Regions from separate parts of the Podarcis muralis genome. Here region 1 is linked to region 2. A link is a contact called in public Hi-C data. All regions are on one chromosome and are shown on one strand. The core of a region is the stretch at or near the end of the contact, and the rest is flanking DNA. Distances in the headings are between cores, read along the strand shown.

Evidence for each region. Hi-C and Micro-C count contacts between places; a contact is called where the count stands out from the background.
Region 1: a contact with region 2 is called in a Hi-C map of tail, with 4 times the contacts expected there. The contact joins the promoter of PGAP2 here to the promoter of RRM1 in region 2. A contact is called at or near these places in 2 of 3 Hi-C or Micro-C datasets (blood and tail).

The regions. Positions count from the first base shown.
Region 1 is chr4:3,921,674-3,924,379 of rPodMur119.hap1.1, forward strand. PGAP2 (post-GPI attachment to proteins 2) reads right to left here and starts at 1,357. Exons shown (of 6, transcript XM_028725512.2): 1 at 1,008-1,357. It overlaps NUP98 (nucleoporin 98 and 96 precursor), which reads left to right and starts at 2,190. Exons shown (of 34, transcript XM_077928005.1): 1 at 2,190-2,488.
Region 2 is chr4:3,715,780-3,718,499 of rPodMur119.hap1.1, forward strand. RRM1 (ribonucleotide reductase catalytic subunit M1) reads right to left here and starts at 1,402. Exons shown (of 19, transcript XM_077926804.1): 1 at 1,272-1,402. The coding sequence starts at 1,290.

The sequences.
Region 1 (2,706 bases), core at 107-2,606, 210 kb after region 2:
GAAAGGGTTGCTTCCGGGTTTCACCATTCACACATGCGCAGATGCGCACAATGACGTCACGCGCATGTGCAGAAGGGTTGAATCATGACCCGCACATTGCGTTCTGCTCATGTTGCGAACAGGGCTCTGGAACGGATCCCGTTCGCAACCAGAGGTACCACTGTATATGGTTTTCAACATCATGATATACCACCAGCTACACATTGCAATAGGGACGCGGGTGGCGCTGTGGGTTAAATCACAGAGCCTAGGACTTGCTGATCAGAAGGTCGGTGGTTCGAATCCCTGCAACAGGGTGAGCTCCCGTTGCTCGGTCCCAGCTCCTGCCCACCTAGCAGTTCAAAAGGACGTCAAAGTGCAAGTAGATAAATAGGTACCACTCTGGCGGGAAGGCAAACGGTGTTTCCGTGCGCTGCTCTGGTTCGCCAGAAGCGGCTTAGTCATGCCAGCCACATGACCTGGAAGCTGTACGCCGGCTCCCTCGGCCAATAAAGCGAGATTAGCGCCGCAACACCAGAGTTGTCCGTAACTGGACCTAATGGTCTGGGGTCCCTTTATCTTTACACATTGCAATAGGTCACGGTGCCTGAAATAAGGATGGAGCCAAATGGAGGCATTGGCTGGCTGAGGGCCCCCCCCCCCCACTGTGTTTTTTTTGCATAGCACACATCGTGATTTCTAATATATTGCCAGGTCAGAAATGATGAAATGGTGATGACGATAGGGACTGGTCTGGGGCGACCTATGGCTCTATCGCCCGGGTCCTAGTGGAGCCCTTGGGCCTGATCCAGCAGCTGCTCTCCTCGTGCCCGCCTGCTCCCAGGTGGAGGTTTGCCGCCTCCCGAGGCAGCTGGCGGGAGGGCCGGCCCTGAATCCCCCGCTGCGGGAAGGAGGACACTTTCGGGAAGCCGGCCTTCGGGGTTAGAAAGCGGGCCGCTGCCCCGGCGGGACCCCCTCCGACCCTGCCCCGCATCTCCCTCTCGCCCGCCCGCCCGTGTCGCCGTTACCTCCGAGGGGAGCTTCGGGATGGAGCGCTCCGGAGCGGCGCCTTCGGCTGCCTCGGAAGGGACCGGGAGACCTTCCCTCCTCGCTTCTGAGGGGAGAAGGGAGGAGAGGAGGGCCAAGGCGAAGCCGCGGCGCCCGCCTGCCTCCCGCCCTTTGCCCGCCCAGGCAGGCCCCAGTGGGAGGCCGCGCGGCCTCCGACAGACCCGCCCCGGCGCCGGCCGCCTTCCAGGCGCTTCTCTCCCTCCAAACGGAGGGCGGCGGCGGCAGCTCCCCCGCGACCGCCTGGCTCCCCTTTAGATGCACTCTGCACATGCTCGGGGGCCTTAGACCAGGGGGGAGCGTCGCCTCCACCTCCTGAGGAGGTTAACGTGTCTCCTTCGAACTGGGCACCCCCCCCCCCCCAGCCTGGGCTTTTATGAGGGCCAGGTTTTCTCCTCAGCGTGGGGGCTTTTCGTAGCCCCCCCAACGGGCCTGGCGAAGCGCCCTTTTTCTCTCCCCCCTCGCGAACTACGACTCCCGTCATCCCGTCGCGAGGGCCGCGCTGGCAGGGGCCGATGGGAGTTGTAGTCTGAGGGGGGGGGCGGTTTCACCGCGGCTTTTTGTTGGCGGCGCCCTTCAGCGGCTCAGGCCCGGCTTTGTTTCTGGGACAATGGCAGGAGCCCACTGCGCTCGCTTACTCCGCAGTAGCCCCCATTGGTTTCAATGGGGCCGACTCCCGGGCAAGGATCGTGCCGCCCATTATTCATTTCTTAACCCGGCGCTTTCGGTTTGCCACCCTCTCGAGGGGTTGCTATGGAAACCCGAGGGCGATCCTGATTGGCTCCTCCCCGTTTCAAAACCGCCACCGCACTTCCTCGTGGCCCGGATGTTCGTTGCCGCCACCCAGCAACAAGCCCCAGCCGGCCTCTCAGCCAATCGGCTGCTTTTCTGCCTCTTGCGGCTGACGTCAGAGAATGCGAGCGGCGCGAAGGGTGAGGGGGGGGGAGAGAGATACAGGCGGTCAGGACCGGACTGCGCCGGCTCGTGGCGCAGCTACGCTTTCGGAGCCACCGTTCGACCAATAGGAGCCCAGCGCGGAGTTGACGGCCTCGGCGCACGGCCGTGCGACGCAACGACGCCTTCCGAGGAAGGATCAGCCAGCCAATAAGAGGGGCCGATCGCGCCAGGCGTCAGCGTGCGTGCGTGCGACGGACGTGCGTGTGTGACGCACTTATTTCCCCCCCTCAACTTCCCTCGGCGCTTCTCGACCTCTCGCGTGAGGCGACAGCAGCCAAGGCGGGTGTCTGTGGAGCTGCCGCCGCGGCCTCCTCCGTTCGTGGCGTGTACGGCCGAGGCGCCCACCCGAGCGAGCGAGCGGCGAGGCCCGAGCCGCCTTCCCGCGCTGAGGCTCCGGGGCGGAGGAGCGCGCGGCCCGCCCTCGTCTCCAGGCCCAGGCCAGGCTCGGGTGAAGCCCCGCCGGGGCCCCGGAGGATTCTGGGAAAGGGTGAGTGGCGCCCGGGAGGTGGGAGGGGCTGGGGGGCGAGCGGGGTCTTTGTGCAGCGCCGAGCGCACGAGAGTGACGTAGAAGAAGCCCCTTCTGTGGTTGCGGGGCTTGTGGGTCGCTTGCAGGGATCCGCTAGTGTGTTGTTAGCATTGTATTGATATCCCGCCTTTTTCCCTGTCGGGGGCTCAAGGAGTGGCTTACTGCTAGAACAGAAACAG
Region 2 (2,720 bases), core at 152-2,651:
CATCACAAGGGCCCTTGCATCCCAAACGGCAATTTGGGGAGTGGTGATAATGTGAGGGGTGGCAAGGGGAGATGTAGCTGCACCCAACCTGGGCCAGAGGACACCACCCCAGGGTGCCTCTGGAGATGCTTCTCTCCAGAGCCTGCAAGGTGGCACCTCGGGGTGTCCTGGGCTGACCCTGGAGGAGTGGGGGGAGGGGGCGGTCTGGCAGGAACCAAGTGCTGCCTCACTCCTGGCATCAGCAAACCCACCACCACCACCCATGCCTCTGGGTGTGGTGCAGCAGAGAGACCAGGGTTCGAATCCCTCCTCAGCCACTGCCTCTCCGCCTAGCCTACTTTGCAGGGTTGGTGCGGGGATTAAAGGGGTGGGCGGGAGAACCGCCTTGCACACTGCCTTAAGTGCCATGGGAGGGGGGGGGAGGCAAGCTGGAGTTTTATTATTTTTATTATTATTACTACTACCAATTCATTTACACCTGCGACAGGGACCCAGGCAGTTAAAGTGAATGCAGCAAGGGAGCCTCCACGCCACCTCCAGACCCGCTTGCTGTTAATATGAGTTGTTGTTTTTGTTGTTGTTAAACTGACAATCTTGACCTTCTCCCACGCTACACACAAGGCGGCCAAAGAGGAGCAACAGCGGCAAATGGCAATAAAACGGCAAATGGTAATAATAACATTTCTTTTCCTGTTGGCTTTATACCCCACCCTTTACTTATTTTTTATTAGCTTTATTGCATTTTTTAAAACTACAGAGAAAGCATGAACTAAACATTACACCCAAATAAGAAAAAATAATAAGAAAAATACAGAAAAAGAAAAACGGGGGGAAATAATAAATGAAAAAGAATTAGTCAAGTATTGTTCTGTATTCATTTATTAAAATCAGGGTTTCCCCCCCCCCCCATTATACCTGTGTGATTAAGCACAGCCAAAGTATTGTTTTTGGAACCGTATTTTGCCGGGTAGTTTTTTTAAAGCAATCCCATTCGTGTTTTTTTACCTTGTCGCCTGAGTGATCTCTTCTTAGTTCTGTCATTTTATCATGCCCTTTACTCAAAGACCCCAGAGAGAGAGAGAGAGAGTAATGGAAAACCCCCCCCCCCATCTCTTTCTCTCCTTTTATGGCGGGAATACTGGCCTTGGGTCGGGGCTCACAGTTCCTGGCCCTTCCGCCCCCCCCCCCACTTCTCCATACAAGGGGGGTTGGGGGGGGTAAAGGGGGCACAAAAAGTCTTTCCTCCCCTCACACACCCCTCCCCTCCTCACCTCTCTTGACCACGTGCATGGCGGCGGCCTCCTTCTCCTCCTCTCCCTTCTTCTTCCCTTCTTTCTCCTCAGGCGACCGACCTTCCGTCCTGGGGAACCGCGCGCGGGATGAGGGGGGTGGGACGCGTCAGCGGCGCCGGCAAAACGGCTCCTTCCCGCCAAGCGACGCTGGCCCCGCCGCGCCGCCGTAGCCACGCCCACGCCAGGACGCCGACGGAGCCATCTTGGAAGCTGGCACAGGTTTTCCCACTGCGCAGCGGCTGGGCCTGGGAAAGCGGAGGCGATGGGAGGCCCAGCCCTCCTTGCCCGGGACAAAGATGGCAGCGGCGGCGGCCTTTTCCCGCCTCTCTCTCTCTCTCAGGGGAGTCCAAGAGCGCGAAGAAACCTCACGGGAAAAGCGCCCTATTTTTTACTTCTCAATAGAAATTATTATACACAGCTGGATTGTAAATACATACATAAATATAAAAAACTCAAAGTGGTTTACCAATTTTTTTTTTAATAAATGTATTTCATTTCACGAATTTTTAAGTTCTATGAAGTGGGGCTGTGGATCTTGCAGTGTGATTCTTTTTTTAATGTAGAACAGTATGAAAGTGGAATATTATTAATACAGTTCTCCAGCAGCACCCAGTCCTGCAGGAAGCCCTCTCCACCATGAGGACTAGGACCTTGAGATTCACTCCCAGGGGGAAGAATGGCTGCTTGGCATGTGGGAATCCCCAGGGCAAAGGGCATCTCCAGGAAGGACTAGGAAGCCGCTCCCTGCCTTCAATAAGACTCATTTTCCCCACTTCTTCCATAAAACAACGTCCATTTATATATCGTAAAAGGAAAAAGAATTTTAAAAAGCCAACTCTCAAGACAGTTTAAAAAATGATAAACTGATCAAATCAGCCCTTGCCGATCAGAAGGTTGGCGGTTTGAATCCCCGTTATGGAGTGAGCTCCCGTTGCTCGGTCCCTGCTCCTGCCAACCTAGCAGTTCAAAAGCATGTCAAAGTGCAAGTAGATAAATAGGTACCACTCTGGCGGGAAGGCAAACGGCGTTTCCGTGCGCTGCTCTGGTTTGCCAGAAGTGGCTTAGTCCTGCTGGCCACATGACCCGGAAGCTGTACGCCGGCTCCCTCGGCCAATAAAGCAAGATGAGCGCCACAACCCCAGAGTCTGTCATGACTGGACCTAATGGTCAGGGGTCCCTTTACCTTTTAGAATGCAACAGTAACCATTTCCTGTAACTATCCAATCACTGAACGTCACTTTCAATCCCTTATTTGCATTTGTGGACCTGAACTATCTACAGTATCCCCCTGCTGGCCCAGGGTGAGAACTTCAGTACATAACAGACCATAACATCCTTCTGGACCGTCTTGAGGGGCTGGGAGCTGGGGGCACTGTCATACAGTGGTTCCGCTCCTTTCTCCTGGGCCGTGTTCAGAAAGTGGTGGGG